2 separate regions of the Zea mays genome follow, and region 2 is linked to region 1. The links are chromatin contacts, called in public Hi-C maps. All regions are on one chromosome and are shown on one strand. The core of a region is the stretch at or near the end of the contact, and the rest is flanking DNA. Distances in the headings are between cores, read along the strand shown. Region 1 has its middle 16 kb from the start of LOC103638477. Region 2 has its middle 5.7 kb from the start of LOC103638474.

Region 1 (3,542 bases), core at 752-3,251:
ATATAGTAAGCCTTCGTAATAAGCGCAACAGGCGCGGTTGTGGCTTGGTAGTTGGGGTACACGATAAGTACACGCAACATGCACAGCAGGCGCAACAAGCGCTATTGTGACTCAATAGTTGCGACACACATGCAATGCCTTCAGGGCCCACGAAAAATGTGTGACTCGGCGATGGCGGTACAACTCAACTGGAGCGATCCGATTAAGCGAGAGCGCGACATAGCAAACATATGACGCAGCCAAGTTCGAACGGCACAAAATATTGCGTCGTGTTGCCAGAGCGCAGTCAATATTAAACTAATGTCATACCTCAGCCGATAATAATGTAGTCTGATCGACGTGTCTGAGTACCCACTATATCATTTAATCGCTCGACGTGAGGTCAAAAGTTATAAAGCAACACAAAAAATAGAGCGATTTAAATATGCGCAGTATAGCTTTCACATATGTTTTAATAATTTTCTGCTAATTATTTACTACCGGAAATAATATTAATGCAGAAAAAATAAACATCGGAATTAATGTATAAACATAACACTGTTATGAGGTATAAAAAAGACATTTTCTCATATTTTATTATTCATCTGTCTACTGTTGATTTGCGATATAAAATAATTAATTAACACAAACAAATTTCTTTCTCCCTTTTGATTCTCCGTTTTGCACCAGCTCGATTTGTGTGCCCTCCTGCATGTGGTTCATGCGCAGCATGCAAGACTTGGAGTCCGCGCGAACGAGTGACGGCTGGGAGTGCTTTTTTTTACGGGAGAAAGGTTATATCAATCCGGGTCCGGCTCCATGCCCGGCGCAGGCGGCATGCAAAACAGTGAACGCCGCATAACTGCCCAACGGTCGCTCGATCCGGTTTTCGTGGGAGCCAGGTCTGCGCAGATGGATCATGGCCATGGGGGCTGCACGCAGAAGCCACAGTTTCCTCTCGCGGACGGCGGACCACACTTTCTTCATGCGTAGCTACTGCCGCTAGTTGCGGCCCGCAAGGGCACAACGAGCACCGTCGGCTTCGTGCTTGGCGTGTGGGCAGAAAAGCAATGCCGCCGCTGACCCTTCTATATGCGCTGCTTCTTCAGGAAGCCATGGGTGATCGCCGTGCTTTAGTCTCTGCATCTGATGGCATGCGGGCCCGTCGAGCGTTGCTACGAGGGCGAGCAGGCGTGCCATTGACACTGTGCGGACGAGCCCCCACTGGTGGGCGGACTGGCTGCCGCCGCTGCACGGATCGGGCGAGTGGAAGGGAGTGCTAGCGGGAGCAGGGCCACATCTTTGGTTTCTTCAGGAAACTTTTCTTCCTTTTCTTATTGCCGTATGACTTACACCAACAGTAAATCGCAGATTCACTTGAAATTTCTTACCGGTGTTTATGATTTAGCGAACGAAAACGAAGCCTGTCGCGTAGGACAGTTCGGCAAAGCCAGGGACCTGCCGGCTTGACGGAGAGTTGATGCAGATCTGATCTCGCAGCAAACGTCGAGGTAGAGCGTGCTGATAACGTGTTGAGAACTACGTTACCACGGATCACCAGATCCGCTCCCTTCCCTCCCGTCAGCAGTAGAGGCGCGAGAAGCTGTAGAGAACCCGTCTCCCTTCTCATAAGCACGACAGAGGAAACACACGAGACACAGGATATAGGGTTGGGCCTCTGGCCTCTTTCTGTTCTCTATCATATGATGGGGTGTACATGTTCCTTATATAGAGATGTGAGACTCCTCAGGGGCAAAGCCGTTATTTGCCCATATAACCCTAACTAGGGTTACTTAACAGAATATATGGCGCCGAAGAAAGAAAAAGAACACGCAGAAGAAAGAAAACTGTGCGCGCCGCAATTGATCAAAGGGCAGTTTTTCGGGGAGCAGTGAGATTTGACATATCAAAGAATATTTTTTTTTGAAGTTTCAATTACACGCTTTTCTCAACCCTAAGCCCACCCTGGCCACTGCCCGTTGCCGCGCCCGGTGGGCATCCAGAATTCTGCGGCCCAAAGTAGATGTCCTCTTAAAGCCCGTGCTGATATAGTGGATTGGAACACGATAGTGGCCGTTAATGGTTTGTGACTGCTGGCCCAAGCCCAGTTCTGAGATTGAATTGGTTACCGGCCACGAGCTATGGATCCGTAATAACAGAACAGGAGCAAGATCCCTTCTCCGAAATTTGTAAACGGCCTAGCAAGGCATATGGGACGGAGAAGGCTTAATGATAGATGCTTAGCGTCCGGGCTAAGAAACCATAATTCAGCATGCGATTCACCGGGCGGGAACCATGAGTGGGCTCAGTGGAGATGTCTTGAAAGGCGATCCTTGTCACCTCTAATGGCATCATAATTCGTATGCACCGTAAACTTTCCAACGTAGCTGACGCCATCATCCATGTAGCACGGCATCACTAGCAGTACTGTCAGATACTAATCGATTGCAGCTTCAAAGGTCACGTATGCCGACTTGTTGTTTTTAGTGTGCCCAGAGCCTTTGGTATTCAATTCAGGACTTCAGGTACAAATTTAATGTTGAATCGACTTTGATGAACATCGTTCTAGTAAGTCAGATTCAGCTCTGCTCTAGTATGTGTCTTCTTAGATGCTAATTGGATCACCATTTGCTGAGTGCTATGTTTTTTCAAGTAATCGTTTTGATCCACAACTGAAAGGATATCCAAACTAGAGAACAAAAATCCCTTTAGGACCACCACTAGATTTTTGACGGCAGAATGTCTTTAGACATATGCAATACTGTCCAATGCTATCAGCTAATCATCAACGACAAGCAGATGCAGCAGAAACCGAAGCATGCATAGCTAATTATACAGCACACAACTTAGCTCACCTCCAGAAGGCGTCCCAGTAACTTAATCAGTATTATGTAAAGCCACAGAATGATCCAGCCACTTGTCATGAGTGCCTTAGATAGCCGTTTGTGTATCCAGAAACATCATTACTTACTTTAGAGAATAAAGATGTGTACGTAGCCGAAGATTACTATGATCCCCCTTTTATGCATTAATCTAAAGACTGAATAATTTGGTTGGTGCTGGTGCTTCTACGATATATGGTTGAGTTGAAATTTTACATTTTTTTGACAGGTTAATTATAACACATTCTTATATTCAAATCGAGATCCTAATTCGGTTCTGATGATTTATTACATCATTATCATTTGTGACTAATTAATTTGTGTTTTCTAACGCAACTAAGTTTGGAAAAATGACACTTATTTGGTCATATATTAATTGGTTTCAATAATAATGGTGTGAAGGACATGACGATAAGGACTAACTAGTTTTAAATCTTATAGAGTTTGCTAACCTTCATGCAGGGGCATTGGTTGCATCCGCACAGTGCGGACAAAAAAGAAGCCCCTCAGCTACGTGCGTGGGTACGCATAGGTCGGACAGTATCTGGCCGCCCAGGCTCATCCTGTGCACGGAACCAAACACATAGATAATAGTGGTGTGAAGATACGAGGAGTGGTTTAAGACCATATTTTTTCTCTGGTTGTCATACTTTTAAGAGAGTATAAGGGCAGTAGCTCTAA
Region 2 (3,542 bases), core at 384-2,883, 140 kb after region 1:
TTATAGCCTCAAGGAGGGCTGCTAGGAGTACCGGAGCTGGCAGCGTACGGTGAGGAGGTGAAACCGAGCCCCTGTAGATGGTATGGCCTGGAGCAAGGGTCTTGTACTTGTTGTTGACTTATGTCTGGTGGAGACGCACAATTTATGTTGAGGGCCAAGGCCAGGGCCAAGGCCAGGGCCAAGGGCTCGGTCATGTACCCGAGCCTACCTGACAAGGAGGTTGCCCATGCCATAGTGGTTGATACAGTGATGAGTATGGCAAAAAGCCCTTGGGTAATACGTCAACTCTATAGTTTATGGTGACATCAGGTGCCTTTCCGTTGCTGATATCGAGGCCGAAGCCGGGTTCGAGCGAGGCGGAAGTCCACCTGAGGTCGAGAGCGAGCCCGCTCTAGGTTTCATAGAAGTGTGCAACACAGTTGAAGGAGTGGCCTCATGCGAGATTAGCGGGGAGCAGGTAACCGAGGTTGGGCTCGGGCGAGGCAGAGTTTGTCCCAAGGATCAGGTCGGCTTTGGGCGAGCTAGATTTTGCACCCGAGGGCCAGCCTGCACTCTTGTCGTATGTGTGTCCCATTGGGAGTTAGCAGGCAGTGTGCGGGAACAGTGGCCGCATGAGTCATCGTAGTTGGTGAAGTCCGATAGGACCACGGTCGTGTCGCTCCTGTTCACCTGCAACGCTGTGAGGGGTAGGTGTGCGCATCGAATGCTACTATCTCCTGCGTCCTTCGGCTGAGGCCTATGAGGCCAGGACGAGGATCCTCCCGAGAACGTACCTTGTCTGAGGGCAGGCTCGGGCGAAGCGTGGTTTATGATCTCTTGACTTCGAGGAATGGGTCTGATGGTGGTCTTGGGGTTAAGCGTGTATTTAGGGACGTAATATAGGTACCCCTAATTATGATACCTGATAGTAACATTACACAAAATCATATTAACCAAAAGCGTAAGAATATTCTATGCGTCGCTATAAGAACGTAGGTTCGAGAATCACTAAAATTGGAGTTACAGTTAAAAAGATATGGTTGTCTCATCTTCTAGGCGATTAAACAATAAAACTATGTTTATAAGTTGATTAATATACATTATGTGAGAAAGATATTCTAAATAAGTAACAAACTCAACTTTAATCTAGGTTATAACTTGGTTAGAGATCATCTGCTAGTCAACTTATAATTATAGTCAGGTTACTGTGATAAAAAGATTAATCTACTATTTATAGGGTAATTAAATATCTAACTATAAAAGTATGTGATATGACAAAATAATGTTTGTCACAGTATAGTAAATATTTATATGAATCTAATGCAACTGGAACAAATTAAATCGGTGTTTAAATGAAGAAGATATAGATTTCCTAAGTTTCTAGAATTATTTGTATACCTAAACTCAATTTCCTTATCAGATTTTATGAATATCACAGTTCCAAGAACTGTGGACACCTTTTTCAGGAACTTAGGGGTTGTTTTGTGAATTGTAGGATCCAATTGTAATACTCTTTTAGTTATAGTGGACGACGGATTCATTTAAATAAAACCGAGGGTCTCTTTAGAAACTTTGTCTGGCCAAAGGGGTATGAGTTCACTCTAGCTGTTGGATCTCCCTATAATGGTTCAGATTAGATCTAAACTGGCACGCCCTCTGGACCGTGGGATCCAGGATCCTTGGCCCAGATCCAAAACATTGCCAACTGGATCAGACCCACTTGATCTGAGATCGATGACTGGGATCTATAACGCATTAACGCGAACAAGTATGCCATCTTCTAATCTGGTTTGATCAGGGCCGGATCGATGGTCAGGAGCTGTTCTCCCTCCTAGCTAACCAACGTCGGGCGGCGCCCACATCGCGGCGGCGGCGCACCTCGATGTCGCATGGCTGACACCGGCCACAGCGCGCCAAACTCCACGATAAACGGTGCTACACGTAGAGAACGACAAGGCGAACTTCACGGATAGTTTCTTACCTGCGATTGCATTGCACCATGTAGAGAACTGGCCACGGGTTCTTGCAGCCCACATCGGTGTCATGGAGTTCAGTGAGGAATTCATGGTAGTCGGCTCACTTTTGCGCCCTCCAACTTCTATGATCCACTTCTAAGTTCCCTGGTAATCCATCGAGGATTCGTCGTAGGATTATTCGTGATTCGATGATGGCAGTCACGACTTGTCGACTTCTCTCTCTTTTCCCTCCCATTGTTTCACTCTGCACGCGCGCTCGGCTTGGGGGCTGCTTGTTCCGACTTGGCTTATGGACAGAGGGGCAGCGGGGCTCGGGTTTTGTGCCCCTGCCAGCAAATTCCACACCCAGAGGGGGGGGGGGGGGGGGGGGGGGTGTTTGACCCGATCCCAACAACCCTGATGAGGGTTTGGGGGCACCAGTCAGCGTTTCATGGTAAACATGCCCCACGCGTGAGGGAGCGCTGTCAAGTCGGCCCGACGTGTCGGTGAAGCGGAGGGGGTGAGGAAACTGGGCTGCGTAGTTCGAGTGGGTAACTTGGGGCGAGGGCGTAGAGAAGTGGGCCGGATCGAGGGAATCAACCCAGCACAGTCCCCCCTTTTCTTTTATCTTTTCTATTTCAATTTCTTCATTCATATCCGAATTCCAAAATCAAATTTGCACAGAATATGAAACAATCAAAACTAAGCAGCATGGGATGCAAGATTTTTATTTTATCTAGTACCCTTTGTTTTAAAAATTTGATTCATAGCATTAAATAATAAGAGATCCTTTCATACTATTTAGTTAAGAAGATCAATATTGACCACATTTAAAACTTAGTATTTATTATTCATTTATACACAAAAACATGACTATAAAATATTTATTCAGTTTAGGGAAAGGAGTTATATAATCTTTTATTTTGAGTTACTTTTTTTATTCAACCATTTGAAAGTATTTATTATATGATTACTAAGAGGAATAATAAATATGAAGGGTCTTCTATTATTATATCTTATTTTGCTGCATTTCAAGTTAAATCCTAGTTTCAAAAGTCTTAAGCTCTATATTTTACTAACAACGCCTTAGTATTGCTAACCACTTATTTTAGGAGAAAATAACTTTAAAAGTGAAGGACCAATATTAAAGTACATTTTAACTCTTAATCTTTTGGAGAAACTCTTATAAACACCAAAATAGGATTTTGGGTGTCACAACCGAAAGCTTCGTGAGTGTGCACCGCATGTGCGTCCCCCACGTCTTGAACACGTTGCCCCGCAAGTCCTTGATCGTACCGGTAACACGACCCACTCTGCCACGTCCTCGCATCGGTACGTATCCCAGGTGTCAGCCACTTTGGCTAGTCACCCGGCGACTCTAGTCCCTCGGTCAAGTCCTAGCGCTTGTCCTTCACCGTCGGCATGAACTCGCATGACCTTCACCTTCGTCATCGACCACCGTCCCTGTACTGCACACCTGCATACCACAAGCCGAGAGACATGGTTACACAGCACAATAACTCATGCCTCAGTTAATCCACGACTCAATCCGAGATGCTATACATTGATAATCACTTATCATCAACTCAAATTATAAGGGACATGTCA

Evidence for each region. A called contact is a pair of places that touch in the nucleus more often than the background predicts.
Region 2: a Hi-C map of tassel shows a contact between it and region 1, with 3 times the contacts expected there. The contact joins two enhancer-like sites. A contact is called at or near these places in 5 of 25 Hi-C or Micro-C datasets (ear, endosperm, leaf and 1 more).

The regions. Positions count from the first base shown.
Region 1 is chr9:71,775,855-71,779,396 of Zm-B73-REFERENCE-NAM-5.0, forward strand. No RefSeq gene overlaps it. Among protein-coding and RNA genes, the nearest start is that of LOC103638477, 16 kb to the right of the region's middle. Within about 2 kb of position 2,002, at least 16 of the 20 cell types and tissues checked have an H3K27ac peak or open chromatin away from gene starts, as enhancers often do. A contact at or near this core is called in ear, leaf and tassel, where this site is marked.
Region 2 is chr9:71,918,703-71,922,244 of Zm-B73-REFERENCE-NAM-5.0, forward strand. No RefSeq gene overlaps it. Among protein-coding and RNA genes, the nearest start is that of LOC103638474, 5.7 kb to the left of the region's middle. Within about 2 kb of position 1,634, at least 18 of the 20 cell types and tissues checked have an H3K27ac peak or open chromatin away from gene starts, as enhancers often do. A contact at or near this core is called in ear, leaf and tassel, where this site is marked.